2 separate regions of the Hordeum vulgare genome follow, and region 1 is linked to region 2. The links are chromatin contacts, called in public Hi-C maps. All regions are on one chromosome and are shown on one strand. Each heading gives the region's core, a stretch centred on a gene start, on an enhancer-like site or on the middle of the called end of the contact. The rest is flanking DNA. Distances are from core to core; before and after follow the strand shown. Region 1 has its middle 130 kb from the start of LOC123409775. Region 2 has its middle 15 kb from the start of LOC123408954.

Region 1 (4,454 bases), core at 1,406-3,905, 420 kb before region 2:
ACTATTACTTACAACACTTACAGAGAATACCATGTTGAAATGCGCTTGTGATTTCCTTCTGCTCCTTGTTGGGTTCGACACTCTTACTTATTGAAAGGACTATGATTGATCCCCTATACTTGTGGGTCATCATAGCCCACTCTATGTGATCGGAGATCCCGTGAAGTAGAAGTGGGAGACAAGCTGTTGGGCAGCTAGAAGGAGAGTATCCATATATTTGTTATCCCACTCCGTGAAGATGCAATACTCTTATAATCTGCATGACAGGTCGACACTTTTTTAATGTGTTCCAAGTGGCTTATTTGGGCAAGCACATATGTTGTCCCGCACAACATCTCCCGAGGAACACACCTATATGAATTTGAGTGTTGATCATCGCAGTCTATGAGAATAGGGTGTTCTCTAATAAATTCATGAAAGGCCATGGAGTATGACGGATACGCTCCACCCGCGGGGAAGCCTCACGACAGCCGAGTATCGGTCAAGGATTTTTGTGAAACTAGTCTCATAGAAAAGCTTGTAGTTCAAAGCATAGTCCACTATTCAAGTTGTGATCTAGTGTAGCATAAAATTTTAAATGGAAGTTTAACTTAACACTCTCCATCAAGAACCGATATATAAACAATGTTTTAAAACTAAGAGACGAGATGTGCCAATGAGACTTTGTGGTGGATTGTTGGATTTTTGCTAGTAGGGCTTTGACCCAAAGCCCAACTAAAATCTGAAATTCTCATGACGCATGTGACTTGGCTGTGTTTGTGGTGTGAGTGGGACTAATGTTTAGTCTCATAGCGCTGGTTGCGAGAGTTACACCATCTTATAAGGTGGTCTCTTCTAGCACGTGTAAGAGAATGAGAAGAGAAGAGACCCTCGCACACTTCTCCTCCTCGCTCGCCTCCTTATCGCTCACCTCGCCATGCCGCGCCTCGTCACGATGCGCCGCGGGTTGCGGGATTGAGCCGAGCCGAGCTCATACCTACGCGCTTATTTTTTCCGGTCGCGAACAGCGAGTCCGTAACACACATGTCATGATCTGAGACGTCGGATCGTGGGTTGTAACCGACTCGAACGTGGGTCCAGTCCACGTCTCTCCACCCTAACGTGCATATATATACGCGAGGTCCCTGCCAACCCTTGCTGTCGTCACAACATATGATTTTGCACCGTTTGAGATTATTGCGCCGCCATGAGTCTTCTCCATCCCTCCTTACGGCGTGCACCGTGTGAAGGGACAACACGCCTTCGGAACCCCGCCTCTCGTGATCCTGTACGGGAGAGGGGCGATCGGGTTTTTGGGGAGCTCACTCGCGCGACTGCTCGCAGCGACGACTTCTTTTCTCGATCTGGGCAACCTCTTCCTCAACGACATGGGCGACAACATTAACATTGACGGTTTGACTTCATTTGCACCGTATGCAATTTTGTCCCCTGAGCTTGAGTTCGTCCTAGAATTCTTGTTTCTAGTGTGTGCTATAGACTTCATGCGTTCGTCTACTATGCTTGTCTTCATGATTAGTCTAATCTATATGTCTATTGTCTTTATTTATTTAATGCTTGTTTGTATTAAATCTGATAATAATTTATTCATATATTCAACATACATTAGACAAACCTCATGTGCAGAGTAAATAGAACGGAGAAACTATATACGAAATCTGTACCGAGAATGTTCAAGCGAACGATATGTTCAACAAAATAGTGTGACTGGGTTTGGGTCGGAGCTCGCAAGGGCAGGACCGGGCGAGGGGCAGAAGTGGGGGTAGGGTGCGACCGTGCGAGGACGACCGCGGGTCCCGCCTGCGGGTGCCTGCTCCTCGCCTCAATTATTTGTTCTTTCGGATTCCTTTCCCCGCCCGGCTTCCCGATGGCGGCACCACCACCGCCACCCCGCCGGTACTCGTGTCGTGTACCACCCCACCCTTCCCTTCCTTTTCTTTTCTCGTGTGCGCGCGCGCGAGACTCCTCCCCTTCCTTCCCGCGTTCGCCTAACGCCTTTCTCTTTTCCGCCTCCGCACGCGCCGTGTCGCCGCACGGCCGCGCGCTCGTACGCTTGCCCCGGCCGGACGGCACGCGTGTCCCCGCGACTATGGCCCTGGCTAACTAGCGTCCTTCCTTCCGTCCGTCCTTGCTCGTGATAAGATATGTGACGGGGCCGTGACCACCTCTTCTGCTCCGTTTCCCTTTCTCGCGTACACGAAATCTGCGTATTCTCCTGCACGATGATCTTACCACATGCAGACGGTCAGAGAATGTGTCGTGTGAGCCATGCACGTACCACTACCGTCGAGGGACGGCATAGCTCTGCTCGACGGTGGAACGCCGGTCCATGTGACGAGTCGTCGACTGCCGATGCACGCTCGCTCGCCTAGAAAATTCGTGTGAATATATAAGTACGCCTACGACAGTTCACTCGCCTTTCTTTTTCAGGGCAAGGACGGGCTCCTTTTGTAAATTGTAGGTGGATGGCATCTTGCTCGGGATGTGATGGATTTTGATCGCGACGGGGTGGACAAGTTTTCTAAGCTCGGACAGTCAGACGTGCTCGAAAAGGACTTGCTACTAATTTGATTTGATTTCAAGACTAGAGAGGAGGGTTTCTTACTGTGTGCATTGTTGTGGTGCGTGTAGCCTTTTCCTTTCCCTAGAACGAGACGAGGAGAAGAGACTACTAGTAGTACTGCCTCACGTACTGGTGCTACGACAGGGTTACTATCATTTTGGTATTATTATACAGCAATCATGGAAGCTCTCGGAGACCGAGAATTAGAAAAGTACGAGATCGGACGTGGTCCGTACCTGTATAATTTTTTATATCACGCATGTTTCCTACGGTACGGTTCCATGTGCCCAGGTTCTAAAGTATATCGTTTGCAGCATTCATGCCATTTAAGTTAATCACATCGCTTCTTTGCAAAAATAAAAATCAAAATCAAATGCGGAGTAATATACCAGATTAAAAATAGCAAACCCTCGCATTTTTTTTATAACAAAGTAATAATGCAAGATCACCCACACGTAGCACAAGCCAACCCCGATCTTCCCGCCATCCTGACTCACCAGCCATGGCGACTACTATATTCTTCTCTTCTTTTTTAGTGAGATTTTATTTAAGTAGTGCAGATTGTTACCCTATATTACAAAAATGTTCACCATAATTTTTAAATGTCCATTGTGTATTTTAAAAATGTTCAGCTTATATCACAAAAAGTTCAATATGTATTTAAATTCTTTCTTGAGCATATATCATAAAAACGTTTTATTTGTATTTAAATATTTTGTTAGGCGTATATCACAATATCTATTTACATATTGTTCATCTTATATCACAAACACTCGAGCGAAGTTGGATTGGCAAATTAGCCTCCGCCCTAATCTCATGGAAGTTGGGTACTTGTGATTAGGCGCGATGCCGCTGTCCCATGCCCTTGGCTCCCTCCCGCCTATGCTCTCCCTGCACGGCGAGCCCATCTGATTCAGGCTCCTCTTTAAAAAGTCTTACTATTTTTTTTAATCCTAACAAAAAAGTCCCTAGTCCCTATTGTTTTTTTCCAGGGACTAAACTAGGACTACAGGTTATTAAATGACATGCAAAAAGACCATGTTACCTCTAGTAATGTATTAGAAGTTATTAAATTACATGCTAAAAGTAGGGGCTTTGTTGGAAAAAGTGTCAAAGAAGTACCAAAAAGGCCCTTGCATAGGGACTTCTTTCTTTAGTCCCAAGTACCGCCTTTTAGTCTCTAAAAGTCCGTCCTGTTTCTTTCACATGGGACTAAAAGAGACTTTTTTTAGTCCCTACAACAAAGAGTCTGTGTAAAGAAACATCCCCTCATACGGCAGCGATGCAACCTAATTCACTACTCCAGCAAACGAATTGGTCAAGGTTAACACATCACAATTTTCTAATCTCTTTCAATTCTCATCTGGTGTCGGTGTCAAAATTATAAATCATACTGTATTTTGCTTGTTTTGTTGTGTGATGCAAGATGTTATGAATAGTTCATGTCTTCTATGTGTCCTATAAATTATCATGATGCAAATTATCGTAGACGAGTTCCTATCTGCAGTTTGTTATGCCAAAAAATTTACATGTTCAACTTGTATAATATAACTAATTATAAGATTGCAATTGAGCAGTTATTAATAGGAAAAGCATCGCAAAACACCATCGAGGTTAATTTGTTTGTTTTTTGCTTCAAGTTTGCAACCTACTAAAATTGTTAACGACAGTGATGTACAACTTCTCAACCTTATTTAATTTGATTGTTTTTACACCGTAGTTTTTATTAAGTTGGCTTGACTCCCCTATACCCAAATCATGGCTCCGCCCATGATGAGATCAACGGTCCAAATCTATTATATCTATTATATACTCTTACCTCTCATATAAAAAGAAGTAGTAAAAGAAAGCATGTTAAAACTGCTCTTTGGAAATTATTCATATAGAACAAGCC
Region 2 (4,464 bases), core at 240-2,739:
TGACGGAAATATCTCCTCCCAATAAAAGTATATCACCGTTTAGGAATAATACAAGCACCAGGACTTGAACCTAATGGGCCGGAGATACCACACTGCCTCTAACCATTCAACCACATGTTGTCGTTGACGAAAACGTCTCCTTTCACTGAAAGTATATCACCCGAAACCTTAAAATAAATATAAAAATAATGCAAGCACCAGGACTTAAACCTTTCAACCATAGATTGGTTTGCACAATTAAGTATATTATTAGAGCATCTCCAACACACGTTTAAAAACTGCTCCGCGCGCTAAAATATTTATTTTTAAGACGCCGGACAACTTCAACAGATGTTGTAAAATAATGTGTGCGTTAAAAAAAATTGTGCACGCGATAAAAAGCGCTATCGCGCGTCAGATTGTGCGCGCTTTACAATTTGTATTGTTAGTTTTTTCGATGCGTGTTTTTGAGCATATGGTAAACCAATATTGGTTCCGCAACTCTAAAATGCTACAGTGACACATTAAAATTATTTTAACACATCAAACTTTTATGCGCTTGTTGAAGTTGCTCTTAATCATGCTGTTATACAAAGAAAAGACCCCTAGCGAACGAGAAAAGGTGTTTCCGATTGCGTAAAATAGCACAGAATGTGTTCCAATCCAACGAATATTACCTTCGCGCACCACACGATGGATGCAGGGGACCTTCCTCCATGCATACACACAGAGCGCCGAGGGTGACCCCCGACAGTTGACACGACTACCTGCTACTGCCCATCCAGAGAAACCCCCGGAACCATCGATCGTGGGTTCGCATCACGGCATCAGCGTCCAGCGATTACACAGCCCTTTCCTCGGTCGTTCACATCGACAATGGTCTGCTCTCGAACAGCACCCAATATTTTTCCGTTGATCCGTGCTGCACTACTCCCGATAAGGATCCGCCGGTGGCACAGCCCGCGCGGCGCGCGGCGTGACGACGACCGCGAGCGGAGCCAGCCAGGGCCACTGTGGATCGGAATTGAATCTTGGACGTTTGCCCGAGTCGGGCGGACAGGGGCAGCTGGGCCGCGCCCCGGTTCGGCCGCGGGAGCAACGTGACCTGCCGACCGCGCTGCCGCCGGTGGCGTGGCGCACCGCCGCACGGCACGGCTCTCTCTCCCTCTCCCACCCGGGGCCCCGCGTCGTCGGCGCGTTCTCATCCGTGCCGTTGTGCCGTGCCGGGGCGGCGCTGCGTGCAATCATACGGGCGCCTGCTCCATTTGTTTCCGATTCGATCCTGCGAACCACATGCACGCCGCGACGGGATCGGGTCGGAGCCCGCGCAATCATGTCGACGTCGGCGTCGGCGTCGGCGTCGTCGTCATCGTCGTCGTGGTACTATGTATGTGTATCTGCTCGTCTTTTTCTCGTGGTCGTGGGGGTAGAGGCAGGTCCTACTGTCTGTACGTACGTCCCAGGTCCAGCCTTGGAAAGTTGACGTGGGAGGGGCAGGGCGTGTGGGGGCCCGGGTGCAACTTGATCGCCTTCCCTGACTGACACAAGGGATATTTTCGTGCGTCTGGATTCGCAAGCGTAGGCTGTGCGGCCGCACAGGCACAGATATGTGCCTCCCGTTGATGACAGGGTGGATAAGCACTGCCACAATGCAGCTGGCTGATGGGAACGGGTCAAAGTCAAAACGCTCGAGCTGAAGCGTGATGGTCCTTGCTCATCACGGCCGGCTACGACCCTGTTTGTTTCACAAGTACCGAGATTTTTTTTAGTCCCTAGTCCCTACCCGTTTGTTTTCACGGACTAAATAAGGCCTAGAGGTCATTAAATGACAGGTAAAAAGACCATATTACCCTTAGTAATGTAGTAATAGTTATTAAATGACATGCTAAAAGTAGGGTCATTGTTGGAAAAAGTGATAAGAAGTCCAAAAAAAACCTTCCATAGGGACTTCTTCAAATAGTCTCAAATACCTTCTTTTAGTCCCTAGAAGTCTCTCATGTTTGTTTCACATGAGACTTTTTGAGACTTTTTTTAATCCCTACATTAAAAAATCCCTGAAAACAAACACCCCGTACATAACTAACCAGCGGTGCGTAGCTTGCTTACGTCTTGAGACTTCATTTTCCACGTTTCAGATCTCCGTCGCCACAGCTCTCGACGATTGGTGATAAGTATTTAGCTTCAATGGATCAGTAGACAATCTTTCAATTGGAAAGCGGGGGCATAAATACTTGCTGGGTAGTGGACCAAAGCGAGATCTCCTGCCGACATCGTAAACAATCACTAGGAAGCACATGCCCAGTGTACCAGGAAATTGCTAAATGCGCCCAGGACCAGGCCTGAAGAACCAATAATCTAGTGCGGCGAACATGCGATCACAGCTCGCCGGTCCGCGATCAAAGCAACCTTGTACTGCAGCACAGTTGATTAACTTGGGAGTACATGCCACGGCGACGGTTTTGTCGATGAAGACTTCCAGCTGGCCATGCTGTATGCTGTGGTGATATGCATGCTACACTGCCCGAGGTGGTCTATGGCTTGGGCTGAGGCGGCATGTTAGGTCTGAGCTGCTGGGGGAGCATGCATGCATGTTGCGATGCTGATACGCGTATGCACATGCCCACTACTGCGACTGCTAATATCGCGCTTAGCCTATAACTACTGTGGTTATACGCCTGTCACATGGTCTCGATCGGTATCGATTAGCTAGCTGACCATGCAATGCATGGTCCAACACCTTGCCAATTCTCCTGCTACAAAGAAAAAGAGGAAAAGCGTGCATATGAAGGAAGCTAGCGTCCAACTAAGGTCCTGTTTGGTTCCAAATAAGTTACTAACTTATAAGTTGAAAAGTGCAAAAAGTGATTTATTTTATCAAACAGATCCAACTTATAAGTCACCCCAACTTATAAGTCATAAGTTGCTCCACCCCAACTTAAAACTTATAAGTCACCCACTTTTATATGAAAAGGTGACTTATAAGTCAGATGACAACCAAACAGGCGTGACTTATAAGTCACTGGTTTTAAGTCACCTGACTTATAAGTCAAGTGACTTATTGAAACCAAACAGGGCCTAAGAGAAATGCACGCCGTCTACTTGTGTTCCCCGGGGCCCGGGGCGGGCATGCAGAAGGCAACAAGATGAGCCGTGAGCGTGACGAACCACCACATCAATTGCCGGAAATTGAAGCGCAGAATCAGAAAAGAAGCTGATCGTGCAAGTTTATCATCAGCCACGCGTTTGGTTGTCTGCATTTTTTTGCACATTTGCATGTTTGGTTCAGTTGGGTCTGACTGAATGTATGCAGGCAAAAAAAACACCTGCATATTAATTGATTGTCTACGTACTTTCTTCCTATATCGTAGCAATGCCTCTTCGTTCCGCGTTTGGTTGTCTGTATTGGCTGTGGTCACACGAATGCATGTTGTTTGGTTGCATACGAGCATAGAGTTGTGCTCATCTTGTATTCTATTTGATGAGCTTACCACTACTACACCTTACACACCACACCAACACTACAACACTGCTATGGCGATGAACTGAACGAAGATGATGATGTTTTTCAGCCTGAACAACGATCCACCTTGGCAACCTCAACCTTGTTGCATCCCTGCTCTAGCACATACTTGGAGTAAGCATCTTCTGCCTTCCTTAAAACCACTATGACTTTGGTTGTTGTACCCTAAACTTGTTTGGTGCAACCTTCACATGAGCTGTAAACCTCTGAAACCCTCCCTTCGAACACGGCATACCACTTGCCCTAGCAGTGTGAATGAGCAATAAGTTGAAGGAACAAGCAATGAAGCACTACAAGAACAAGCAATGAAGCAACAAGCACACAAGCAATGGAGCATAAGAGCATTAGTAAGCATGCATGATCATACCGCACAGCAAGTTCAACCTACCACTACATTGGTGTCATCCTACCACCATATCCAAAAAAGGGTGTAATCCTACCACCGCAAATTCGTGATCATCATGAGGGGTTAGTATATACCACCCTCACCAAAATATACAAACTATAATATTATTTTCAAGCCCTAACTACACAATACATACCTCCTCGTCGTCAAGGATCATGCACATCGTTGCCACGAATAAAAGTAGCACTAGTAGTAGTGCTTGTCCAGCCGGGTCCTTAGCGAGAGCACCCTGTGAGCCTCTCCCATGGCAACAAACCCAACACCTTGGGATTTATTGTCAAGCAGGTGGCTGAGCGCCACCCTGAGAGCCTCTGGGCTGAAGCCAACTTGGTGCATGACAGCGCCGTAGACCTGAGGGTGCACCCTGATGGCGATGGCCACCTCTTTCACTGCCTGAGTCATGCTACTGAACACGGTCATCTCCTTCATGAAGCTTGATCGTTTCCTCTTCCTATCAAGCACAGGAACATGTTGACCTTCCTCATGACCATCAATGTGGATGGTGTCTAACTCCTCGGTGGCTGGATACTCTGGCATCGGCAGCATGGGCAGCATCGAG

The links. Hi-C and Micro-C count contacts between places; a contact is called where the count stands out from the background.
Region 1: a Hi-C map of seedling shows a contact between it and region 2, with 2.5 times the contacts expected there. The contact joins two enhancer-like sites. A contact is called at or near these places in 2 of 6 Hi-C or Micro-C datasets (leaf and seedling).

Annotation. Positions count from the first base shown.
Region 1 is chr7H:182,877,797-182,882,250 of MorexV3_pseudomolecules_assembly, reverse strand. No RefSeq gene overlaps it. Among protein-coding and RNA genes, the nearest start is that of LOC123409775, 130 kb to the left of the region's middle. Within about 2 kb of position 2,655, at least 3 of the 3 cell types and tissues checked have open chromatin away from gene starts, as enhancers often do. A contact at or near this core is called in leaf and seedling, where this site is marked.
Region 2 is chr7H:182,453,531-182,457,994 of MorexV3_pseudomolecules_assembly, reverse strand. No RefSeq gene overlaps it. Among protein-coding and RNA genes, the nearest start is that of LOC123408954, 15 kb to the right of the region's middle. Within about 2 kb of position 1,489, at least 3 of the 3 cell types and tissues checked have open chromatin away from gene starts, as enhancers often do. A contact at or near this core is called in leaf and seedling, where this site is marked.